Regions from separate parts of the Mus musculus genome. Here region 2 is linked to region 1. A link is a contact called in public HiChIP or PLAC-seq data. All regions are on one chromosome and are shown on one strand. The core of a region is the stretch at or near the end of the contact, and the rest is flanking DNA. Distances in the headings are between cores, read along the strand shown. Region 1 overlaps Dnah2 (dynein, axonemal, heavy chain 2). Region 2 has its middle 12 kb from the start of Slc16a11.

Region 1 (2,979 bases), core at 414-2,913:
CTTGCTCCCCCATCTCTTTTACTTATTTATTTTAAGATTTATTATTATTATTATTATTATTATTAATTTAATGTATGTGAGTACACTGTCGCAGGATTTTCAGACACACCAGAAGAGGGCATCAGTTCCCATTACAGATGGTTGTGAACCACCATGTGGTTGCTAGGAATTGAACTCAGGACCTCTGGAAGAGCAGCCAGTGCTCTTAACCGCTGAGCCATCTCTCCAGCCCAGCCCCACCTCCTTTGAAAAAGAACGTTATTTTGAGTTGTGTGTGTCTATGTGGAGGTCAGAGGACAGTTTACAGGAACCGGTTCTCTCCTCCCACCAGCTGGGTCCCCGGGATCAGAGTTGGATCGTCAGGAATGGCTGCAGGTGCCTTTACTCGCTGCTCCCTCTTGCTGGCTCAGTATTTACTCTTTATCAGGCTCCCTGATTTCATGAGTAACTGTGCATCTGAGAACAGGAAGTGTGACTGTCCTGAACTTCTGTCACTCATTAGGTGTGACTTTGAATGACACAGTTGGCTCCACCTAGGACCCACACAAACAGCTTCCTCTCTGACTCATCTCCTTCTGGAGTCCTGGCTCACCGACACTTACTTACTTACTTACTTTCCTACTTAATTAATTAATTTAGAGGTGGGGTGTTACTATGTAACCCTGGCTGACCCACCCGGAACTCCCTATATAGACCAGGCTGGCCTCCTGCTAACAGGGGTTGATTGGCCTACTGCCTCACCATGGGTCACCATGTCGGGCTCAGGTAACTTCAACTCAGCAGATCCTTGAAATCACTGAAAGCCCAGCTACCCTGACTGGATCCACTAGCCCTCGCCCACCTCGCCTCCTGTCCTCATGGTGGGAACTTTGAAGAGAGTCTCTGGGAGCTCTGTGGTGTGTGAGAGCAGAGGAACAGAGGAGGGGCAGAGGCGTCCCCTCCTCGTGTTCGTCCACACACTCTGAGCTGTCCTTTCAGTTGAAACTGCTAAATGCTGGATTAAAAAATTCAAAGAAATATGTCCTTTTTTATTACATTGCTTAGATGGCAAGAATTCTAGGGGCCTTGGTGTGGTGACAGTGAGTGAAGGGACTTTGTGAGGCAAGTAGGTTCCAATGCTGTTTTCCTGCCGTGGAATTTTGTCAGTCTAAGGCACCAGGAGTTGGAAGGCAAGCAGCCCAAGCCTGAAGGTGGAACAACGTAAAGCCCACTGTTATAGAAGTCAGGCTACAGGGACTCACCCTCCCCATCAACTGATGGGAAGGACAACTTACAACCTAGGAAGATCTGTGCTTGTCCAAGCCCTGGTGGTGGCAGGGAGGGGGTCAAAGGATTCCTGCAGTCTCTTCAGCTCAGCCTCACGCTGTCCACAGTCAGCATTCACTCTATGGTGTAAAGTCTCAAGCTTCACCTGCAGGGCAGGAGAAGGGGGTGTCCGTTGTCAGTGCCCCCAGGCGACTGGTGGGAGCAAAGGGAAGAATGGCTTCTGGAGGAGCTCAGTCCAGAAGAGCCCTGAAGGCAGCACCAGCCTGACCGCTGCGGATGGAGGTTGGGAAAAGGAGCTGTTCGCTGAAGCCAGCTAGAGTTGTGTAACAGGACTCTGTCCCAGGAGAAGAAAGGAGCTGTATCTCTAAGATCTGGTGTCTTAATGGCCCCGGGTGACAGAGCCTCCCCTGCTGAGTAGAGGTGTCGAGCCTGAGGAACAGCAGGCAGGAGAGGAATGAGTCAGATTAACCAGTACTGAGGGAACGTTTGCAGACTAGATGCTTTCTTTCATCTCTCGGCTTAAAGAATTGAGGCATCCAGACAGGCAAGTGAAAGTATTCATTCTCTCCGGGGAATTCTTCTGACCCAAGAAGAATGACAGGGACATGGCATAAAGATCCCAAGTGCACTGTCGCCTGCAGGAGCCCCACACACCCAGCCATATAAACAGAAAATGGGAGTAGAGGTAGGAGAATCAGGAATTCAGGGCTAACCTTGGCTACATAAGGAATTTGAGGGTAGCCTGGTCTAGAATACACACACACACACACACACACACACACACACACACACACACACGACAGAGAGAGAGAGAGAGAGAGAGAGAGAGAGAGAGAGAGAATATGAATATGAATGGATGATGTAAGGAAAACCAAAGCTCGCTGAACAACCTGAGAGAAGAGCTCTGGTAGGAAGGCCATTAGGTGTTACTAGTGGGAGGGAGGAGGCAAGGGAGGAGAGGGGATGTTGAGCCAAATCCCTGAGACAAGAGACTTTTTTAAATGCAGGGCAACAGACAGTATGGTAAAGAGTTTGAAGGAAAGTATTAGCCCTGGGAGAAGCAAGGAGTCTACTTTGTAAGGGTTTCTGAGAAGAGGGGTGGTCTTGTATCACAAGGAAGCAGGCTTAGTCAATGTATGATGTGTGACCTATGGTCTGCGACAGAAGTAAGGGACTGGGCACATTGCCATTCACGCCACACGGCAGGAGTCACTCTCGATAGGAGGTGGGGGCTTAGTTAATGTGTGACCCAGAAAAGGTGATGGCAGTGAGACTGACCCCCCTTCCCTCCAGCCTGCACCCCACCGTGCGTGTGCGTGTGCGTGTGCGTGTGCGTGTGCGTGTGTGTGTGTGTGTGTGTGTGTGTGTGTGTAGGGGGTGTGCTGGGGCTGGGCTTGTCCTTGTCTGGCTTGCATACCTATCTGCTTAGGACTTGGTTACCTGCAGGGCCTAGGTTCCCTAACAAAAGAACCCGAACAAACAAGAAAGAGCCTGGTGGAGAAATAGATAGGCCAAGGAGAGGAAATACAAAGCAAACCATCAATGGCCTCTGCTGGGGAGTGGTGGGCATCTCTGCAGACACAGGGACTCTGGGGGTGAGGAGGATAGCCGGTCCCCTCTATGCATTCAGGTCAGCCTGGGCCACCAAGACTCCACCCTGAACAATGATCAGAATTATCCAAGTGAAATTCTAATGAAATGCTATTAAGAAAG
Region 2 (3,281 bases), core at 655-3,154, 730 kb before region 1:
TTAGCCTCCTACAGAATGCTTGCCAGGAAATTGTCTGCTTTTGCCTTGGGCTCCCCATTCCCCTGTGTTATGTTGTTCTTACACCACGAGGCCTTGGAGATTGGACCCCCAAAATTTTAATCTCTGGGGCTTTCATATCCAAGGATGGTAAAGGTGAGTGGTGAGTTGCTGAAGGAGACACGTACCTGAGGAAGAATGTCTGAGTGAGCAGACGGAGAGTCTAAAGCATCAGGGCATGATGCTTGGCATGCCTGCCCGTGTGGAGAAGACACAGGTAGATGAGGAGATGGATAAGGGCTTTAGGGAAGCCATGGGGAAGACTGAGAACCACAGAGACAGTGTTTATTTCTGGGACACAGGATCTAGGAGCATGGCTACATTAGTGAAATCTCGTGGCTTTTATAGGAAGGAGCCCTGTGAATAAGGCCTTCTGTGGGCAACCTCTGTGAAGCCTTGTGCTCCCCCTTGCCCTGGGCACTTGTATCAGGGGAGCTATCTGCAGAGGTGGCTAGGATCGGAAGAGCAAAGGATGCATGTCATCCATAAGAAACATGGCTGTTTGAGGAACTCAAAAGCAAGAGTCTTTCCAGTATCGGCTTGGTTAATCTTGGGCTTCCAAAACTTAGCAGATGCGCCTCCAACCCCACCCTCCCCCACCTCCACAGCTCACCCAGTGACCAGGTCACAGGAGGTCAGAGTTCAGATGCACAGCCCACAAAAGAACAGGACCTGAGAAGGAGGTAAGGACATATTGGCCCAGGTTTGAGGCTCAGGGCCAGAGGAACGCTGCTGAGACAGGTAATGATGCTGGAAGGTTGTGAGGCCCACTGTGCACGGGAGCAAGTCTGCTTGATGACCTCATGAACTGGCTGGTCAGAAAGCCACATCGAGAGTGGTGCATAGTAGTACACGCCTTTAATCCCAGCACTTGGGAGGCAGAAACAAGTGGAACTCCGTGAGTCTGAGGACAGCCTGGACTACAGAGTGAGTTCCAAGACAGCCAGGGCTACACAGAGAAACCCTGTTTCAAAACAAACAACAAACAACAGAAGGAGGAAGAGGAGGAGGAGGAGGAGAACAGAGAGAAAGAAAGCCACACTGAACCCCCTCAAGAGACAGAGAGAGAATGTGTGTATGCATGCATGTGTATGTGTACGTGTGTGTACGTGTGTGTGTGGGGGTGTGAGTGTGTGTAGGTGTGTGTGGGTGTGAGTGTGAGTTGGGGGGTGTTGTTGATTGAATTGATCAAAGCCTATGTTGAGAGTCCTACCCCACATGAACACCCTTTCAGTTCCTCTTCCAAATCTGTCACCATGGCCTCTTCCAATCCAGTCGCCATCCGTTCCCTCTGTCACCTGCTCCGCCGACTCCCCATCCCTGTTACCATGCTGAGTTCTGTTTGCAGGAGCCGTGTGTGCCCTGAATTCCTCATGAGAGCAGTCTCTGCCCCAATTTTACTTATTTGAAATATTTTGGTTTCAGTTCTTCGGCCATGGTCAGTGTTAGAGTTTACATTCTGTGTCAGACTGTTAAAAATCCACGAGCAGAGATGGAGAGATGCTCAGGGTCCTTGCAGAGGGCTCAGGTTCCCAGAACCCACATCAGGCAGCTCACAACTGAAACTCTAATTCCAGGGGAACAGACGCCCTCTTCTGGCCTCCCCAGGCACCTGCATGTGTGCCGTGTCCATAAACTCACACAGGCACTCACTCGCACACACACATGTAAATAAGTCTTCTTAAACTCTAGCACAGTTAAGGGGGGAAATGGCTGGTTACATGACAGTGTGAAATTCACAAATTCACAAAGAAGGCTGCAGAAGTGAGTGTAACAGGACAGGATTGCCACAAGCCTAAGTGAGTTGCTCAAGCCACCACTAGGCCACTAGGTGTCGCTGCTGGCAGCCTTCTGCAAGCATCGGGTCTGGCAACCTTTGCCACTCTTCAGAAATGTTCTCTGCTTCTTGACACAGGAGCTCCCAAATTCAAATTCAAAGTCATGGTCGTGGCCTCTGCATCCTTGGTCCTGCATTCCTTCTTCTTCCTCGCTTGACCGAGCCCCAGAAAAGCAAACACCTAGTGTTTTCAGCGTCTGCAGATGGACGAGTTCAGCCTCCCAAGAAAAATAATACGGAAAACCCACACCCAGAAGTGCACACCTGTTACCTCGGCTATTCTGGCAGTTAAGGTGGGAGAACCGGTTAAGTCCAGAGTTTAGGGCCATGAGAAGCAACACAACAAGATATTTTATCTGAAAACACTAAGTGAATTAAAAACAAGCAAACAAGCCGAATGTGGTGGTGCATGCTTTTAATTCCAGCATTCCAGAGGTAAAGGCAGGCTGATCTCTGTGAGTTTGAGGCCAGCCTGGTCTTTAGAGCAAGTTCCAGGACAGCCAGGGCTACACAGAGAGACCTGGCCTTGAAAGACCAACCAACCAGCCAGCCAAACAAGCCAGTCAAAAAGACCTTGTGAGGAGGTGCATGCCTGTGAGCCCAGGACTCGGGAGAATGAGACAGAGAATTCCCAAGCCCATCCTGGGCTACATAGCAAGATCATATCTTAAAAATAATATACAAAGAAATGAATAATAAAGTGGGGGTTTTCTAAAAGGACGGGGTTCTGACTCCAGGCAGCTCATGACATTTAACTGTTTTAGTCCCGGTATACAAATTGTGTCAATCTAAATAGAATCTGAGCCATGACAATGGCGTATGTACATCATGTACTGGTAACTGGGGCCCAGCGACTTATAAAAAGTATTGTTCTGGACACTACTGTCCCTAAGCATCTGTAAAGAACGTTAATACCCTTAGGCCAGAATTATCAGTGGCCCTCCAGTGAGCAGAGACCTGCAAGGGACCCATCACAAGTCAGGGCACATTACAGATAGGTTCACTAATCAAGTCTGGGCGCCTTTGCTGCTTTTCAGTTCATTCTCATTTCCGCCCCACCCGTTCTCACCCCGTCTTCTCCACCCCAACCTTGCTCTGCCCCAGGCTTGGGTGATTCTCCTGTTTGATCCTGTTTGATCTGATCAGATAGAGCCAAGAGGTCAAGAGTGACTCTGTCCTTTTTCTCTCTACTCTGCCCATCTTTTATGCTACTGCTGAGTATTCTGTGTCTATCTACCTTTCTAGTTCCAAACTGGTACCTCAGTGTGTAACTTACATGGTCTCTTAGAAGATATATCTAGATAAACTCTAGATAACCCCACTGGGCTGCAATGGCTTGGCCTGGCCAGGATCTCTATTTAACTGAGTCATGTGAGCCTAAAAGCCA

Evidence for each region. HiChIP or PLAC-seq counts read pairs in DNA pulled down with a chosen protein or histone mark.
Region 2: a FOXA1 HiChIP or PLAC-seq map of pancreatic cancer cells shows a contact between it and region 1. The contact joins two enhancer-like sites. A contact is called at or near these places in 1 of 39 promoter capture datasets (neutrophils), 1 of 115 datasets of contacts at active chromatin or transcription factors (pancreatic cancer cells) and 1 of 9 other capture datasets (liver).

The regions. Positions count from the first base shown.
Region 1 is chr11:69,470,370-69,473,348 of GRCm38.p6, reverse strand. All of the region lies in intron 39 of Dnah2 (dynein, axonemal, heavy chain 2), which reads left to right. Among named protein-coding and RNA genes, the nearest start is that of Kdm6b, 56 kb to the right of the region's middle. Within about 2 kb of position 1,663, at least 74 of the 459 cell types and tissues checked have an H3K27ac peak or open chromatin away from gene starts, as enhancers often do. A contact at or near this core is called in pancreatic cancer cells, where this site is marked.
Region 2 is chr11:70,200,399-70,203,679 of GRCm38.p6, reverse strand. No RefSeq gene overlaps it. Among named protein-coding and RNA genes, the nearest start is that of Slc16a11, 12 kb to the left of the region's middle. Within about 2 kb of position 1,904, at least 32 of the 459 cell types and tissues checked have an H3K27ac peak or open chromatin away from gene starts, as enhancers often do. A contact at or near this core is called in pancreatic cancer cells, where this site is marked.